Linked DNA regions of Hordeum vulgare: region 2 is linked to region 1. The links are chromatin contacts, called in public Hi-C maps. All regions are on one chromosome and are shown on one strand. Each heading gives the region's core, a stretch centred on a gene start, on an enhancer-like site or on the middle of the called end of the contact. The rest is flanking DNA. Distances are from core to core; before and after follow the strand shown.

Region 1 (2,700 bases), core at 197-2,696:
AACTGTCACACATCACTAAAATATTCTTTGGCAGCATGGAAACAAAATAACTTCAAGCTGGTATTTAATGAGCTTGTGAGATGATACATTATAACAGCGCTTACAAGGTATATGTTCATGATAAAAAAAAGGCCAATTATGATACAAACAGAAGCTCCATAAAAATCAGTGAAACTGCTTAAGTACCCAAAGCAAGACTAGCATCCCACCAGTAAAAGATTAATGCAATCAAGTAACATAATTCAGTAGTGATACTAGTTTTAATTTACATCAACGTTTATACAACCGTTCAGTCCTACACGATTTGCAGCTAAAACTCAGTAGATGAGTTAAGATACATCTCTTTCACATATACCTGCATAAATTCGTAACGCTCCCTTCCAATAGATTCATTCTCAGCAATGGAAAAATATGCTAGCATTGGATAGTGTCCAATGTAAGATGCATAGCTGTCTCTTTGGATATTTACAGCCCATTCACTGCAATACAAAGACATGTTAACGGTTAATATCCTACCAGACCATGCCAATCAAGAATAATTCTTACCATTTAGCTAGCTAATGCAACATTCCTAATACAAAAGATGAGATGCTTACAATCTGGTCAGGTCAGCATGCCCTGTTCCGACATATTTGGCTTGGAGGTGCTCAAGTTGAGAATTGATGTTGAACCTGTCGCTAGCCTTCAGAATGGTGATTTCTATTAGATCTTACAAGCGATGCCGTTAAAATGTAAAAGTATATTATAAAACGACACTATATTGGAAGACTATGGCCTAGTTGAAGCCTTTAAGCTGAAGCAAGCTAAAAGAAGAAAAGTGGCCACTCGGCGATCTGGTGATATTGAACAGAATTGCTCAAAATAAGATGATTCAAAAAATGAAGATCATGATTCATGAGAGTGCAATTCAAAACATACAACATGTGAGCTCTAGCATTGTGACTACTTGAAGCTAACCATCAACACAGCACGAAAGGTAAATGTAGCCACAAGTGCTTTGGATATTAAGAGCATATAGCACAGATTTTAAGTTTATCAATCATTTCAGTCAGCCGACAAAGAATAAATCGACCCAAAAAATGTTTTTCGGGGAGATTGATGAGGGATTAAGCAACACCGTCGAATATTTTGGAGAGAATAAGCAACACAGAGAGATTGATCAGGGACTGCTGACCTGCATGGTGGCCGACGGGTACGGCCCTGACCCTGGATGGGAGAGCCGGGAGCCCCGGAATCAGATCTGCGAGCGGCGCGAGTAGAGATCGACAGCGGTGGTGCTCGAGGAGGAGGGGGCGGGCAAGCGACGGCGATACGGGAGGGTCGCCGGGGCGCAAGACGTCGAGGGCGAGGGAAGGCGCCGGCGGGTGCTCGCGGAGACGAGGTGGCGGCCGATTCTGGCGACGGGAAATCTCAAAACCCTAGTACTGCTCTGCTCGTCTGGTCGGGGAAGAAAGGAGCTGGTGGGAACGGTCATAGAGAGTTAGAGACCAGCCCAGGCTTTTTTTTCTTTTAGCGGATAGAGACATTCTGGTGGCCTACGGGCTGGCCCTGACACGGCACGGCATGCGGAGGCCCGTTTATAAGCTACAAGCTATTGTCATGTCATCTATAGCCTATTTTATAGTTAACATGTACAATAGTTCATTGCAAAAGTGTACTATTTCTTTATTATATGGTTCACCTTTCATACTCACAAAATGCCTTCTCTCTCCTCTTCTCTTTCCTCTAACTAAATAAAAAAATATTAGTTTATTTCTTATAGCCAGCTGACTCAGCTCTATTGTACTTGCTCTAAGCGGACCTTCCCGTGTCGGCACGCTGGGCTCGCCTCCAGGGCGTCGGCTACCCCGCGTGCTTTTTGGTCTTTTATGTCGTTTTTTTGATAATTTTTGGCTCTTTGGACAAAATAACTTGGTAAAAGAATATAAATAGATGCGGTGTCGTGTCGGCACGCGGGCCTTGCCTCGGCGGACGACCACGGCAAACGACATGTCATGGGTCAGGCACGAATCGTTTAGTCACACCCGTTACGTGTCAGGCACACATGCTCATGGGCTGGCTTGCAAAGCGACTCGTTTGGCCAGCTATAATTGTACATAGGAGCGATTCTAGTTAAAGTCGTCATATCAAATCGATCATCGTAATGGCTATAGTTGTCCGTAAGAGCAGAGGCGGAGCGTGACACAAAACATGGAAAGTGTGGACGCTTAAAATGCAAAGCAAAGATAATCAAGGACAAATAAAATAACATGGTCTTTCATACTTTGGTCATGGAATAAATAGATAAGGATCAGAAACTATATAGTACACATATCTAAACTAAATAACTAGAATGAAAGGAAGAACTGGGTAGGGTTTTATAGAGTCAAAAGAATTCGAGAAGAAGGCTCAAATAGAGCTCTTTCCTGATAATAGTAGACAAGGTGAGCTCGGTGTAGTGGTTATTGTGTGTGTCTGTTGTTGTTGCCGAGTAGAGTTCGATTTAGGTATCGTGTCCGTCGTTGTCTTGATAGGAGATGAATTGATTTTTTTATTAGGGATAGGATATGAATTTATGAGAGCGGCCAACTGCCTTCTTAGGCTCAGCCCAATGAGCTGCTGTTTTTGGACCTCAAAATCTAAAAATATAACATGATAAAAAAAATCAATTTTCTGGGTGTGCCACGGCCCTCCCGTGCTATGCACTAGCTACACTAATGC
Region 2 (2,700 bases), core at 133-2,632, 160 kb after region 1:
CAATCACTATCAAGCTAATAGAGCCAATCCCCGGTAAAGCAAGAAGCAATCAAATGCCTACTGGATTGAGGTATTGATAAACATGCACATTTTAAAAGCAACAAATGATACCAAAATAGGAAAATAATCCTACTATTGTTTTCGGGGATACAACTAGTCACGGGTATATCAATTTCTGAGAGAAAAAGCACTCTCTTGATTGCGACATTCACTTGCTTGAAAAAGGAAATGCATGGAACCTGGTTGGGTCAAGTACATACAACGGCAGCAAAAACCAATGCAAGGGCGAAAACAGAGCTATCCCCGCCTTCTTGTTGACCAACCGCCACAGCCAAACTTGCCACCGCCGCAGAGAGAGATGAAATAATTCCAGAAGAAATAAGAAACTTCCTTGCATCCCATTTCTTCTCCTTTAACCTGCATGTCTAGGACGAACAAAGTACAGCTTAACGAAACAACAGCACAACTGTCCAACTTGCTATTCAACTGCAATGATTCTGAAGATGCAGTAATGCGCTTTTCCTTTGGCAGGATATAGTCTTATTCAGTTATCAGGAACACAATATACATATATGCGACACTGATGTCCGGTTGTGCGGTGGAAATAGTTCGGGTTTCACTGGGTGGTTTTGAAAAGGCAGCACTAATCTCGTGCCAGTTATTTTGGCAGCAAACAGGAAAATGTGACAGCTAACTCAGCCTGATTAACCGATCGCGCATGGGTTTTCCAAGGAATAAAACCATGTTATTGAATTTCAGTGCAGATGGCACAACACAGATCACATAGGCTAGGCGTGCAGTAAATCCTCGCCTGCGCACACAATCCTCCTACAGAAGCCAAGTCCCATCCCTCTATCCTCCGCCGCGAACCTAAGATTTCCGAAACGCAAAGCGAACCGCTTGCTTCCACATCACAAGAGGAAACCCTCCCGCTGCGCTTTTCTACTAGCACTAGTACTACTTTCCGCGAACGGGACCGGATCGCAGGAGCGACCTCTCGAAGGGGTCGCACCGACGCCGAAACGGAGGGCGCGCTGGATCTAGACTTAGACTAGAGAGGCGGGAGGGAAGGGGGAAGGGCGCACCAGATGGAGAGGACGTTGACGAAGTTGGCGAAGGCGAAGGCGAGGAGGGCGGCGCCGAGGGGGAAGTTCCCGCCGGCGCCCGCGGCGGGGACGCCCACGCTAGCCCCGGCCAGGCCGGCCACCGAGGCCGTGGACGGCGTCGTCCCGGCGGCACCCCCCGCCGCGGCGGTCAACATCTCGGTGGCCCTCATGCCCGTCGGTAGTTGGGACGGCTCACTCCGTCTGTCTGGCTGGCTCTCTTCCGTGCTCCCCCTTGCGGTTGGGTTCGGGCTCGTCTCTCTCGCGTGCTTGGGTGTGGGGCTCGGGCTTCGTTTTGGAGGTTGGGCACTTGGGCCTCGAACCCGCAAGGTACAGCATCTGTCAGATTCCTCTCCACCATCAGATTGAGATCAGATGGCTGAGATCGTATCTCCCAACCCTCGTGTTTTCTTCCTCCCTCCACAACTTTGTGGCTGTCAAATGAGGCGGCGGTCGCCGGTTCAACCCACGCTTCTCTTCTCGTTAGATGTCCCTAACTTAAAACTCTAACATGTAGCCTAACTAATGACCTCGTCTTGTCTTTGTGTGCGTCGTCATGTTCACCGTCGTTATGGCTCGACTCCTATGTAACATTCACCATGCCTTAGATCATTTCCGACAATTCCACGATAAATCATCCCAATAGAGTGTTATTGGGTTGTCTCAATAAGTTTTTTGGTTTATTGGGTAGGTTGTTTTTCTCTCCGGTGTGTGAGATCAAGGTGGGGTGCGCCGGTGTGGAGGCAAGCTCGAGCGAGCGCGTGGCATGGTAGTAACCTCGGGGGTAGTGAGTCGGTGCTTAGATCGACATTGTGCGGCGACGAGCTTGTGGCATGGCGCGGCGCGATAGTGAGCTCAAGGCCATCGACAGAACTTCTCTATCACAAATAGAATAACACCATGTTCAGAAATGATCATATCAATTCGTTGTGTGTAGTGCTATTAGCACAAGTTCACTGCCGTAATCATCATTGTCGCATGGTCATCTAACGACGAGAAGCTCCAATAGGTTGATGGCTCATTTGATCATGGTGTAAAACATGTAAAATCAGGAACAATAACATCAGTAAAAACAAATTAGTCAAGTACACTGTTAGAGCATATTTCCCCATATGTGGTTTTGGTAATTGATGACAATCCCTATGGACTAATGGTTGCCTTAAGTTATATTCGAAGGATTTGTCCATAGGCACTTCTTGAAGTTCATTTGTTGGTTTCAAGGAGTTTATATGATGACCAAGGTGGTATTCAAGGTATTATATAAAGAATGGTCATAAAGAAACACAGTTGATCAAGACTAAGTCAAAGAGTGAATCAAGTTGATCAACACGCAAAACGTACAAGATGTACCGAGAGGGATCAAGTGATCACATGGTATGGTAAGCATTGTCCATTATGCCTGGTGTACTAACCCATGGTCTTCGTGAGAGTTCTATGTGGGGTTAGGTGTGTTTCCATGGGCTTGCGTTAAGAGGAAGATCTCATAAGACCCATGGAGGATGACATCAAGTGGTTATCGTCATCAAGATTGCGGTGTGCAAGTTCAAGTGGAGCATCACGAAGATATCATGCTTGAAGCTTGTCGTCCATTGTGGTG

What was found. A called contact is a pair of places that touch in the nucleus more often than the background predicts.
Region 2: a Hi-C map of seedling shows a contact between it and region 1, with 5 times the contacts expected there. The contact joins the promoter of LOC123447762 here to the promoter of LOC123447752 in region 1. A contact is called at or near these places in 1 of 6 Hi-C or Micro-C datasets (seedling) and 1 of 1 datasets of contacts at active chromatin or transcription factors (embryo).

What each region holds. Positions count from the first base shown.
Region 1 is chr1H:482,732,475-482,735,174 of MorexV3_pseudomolecules_assembly, forward strand. It overlaps LOC123447752, which reads right to left and starts at 1,447. Exons shown (of 4, transcript XM_045124408.1): 1 at 1,175-1,447; 2 at 597-682; 3 at 356-479. The coding sequence starts at 1,180.
Region 2 is chr1H:482,893,791-482,896,490 of MorexV3_pseudomolecules_assembly, forward strand. It overlaps LOC123447762, which reads right to left and starts at 1,383. Exons shown (of 5, transcript XM_045124418.1): 1 at 1,086-1,383; 2 at 261-417. The coding sequence starts at 1,276.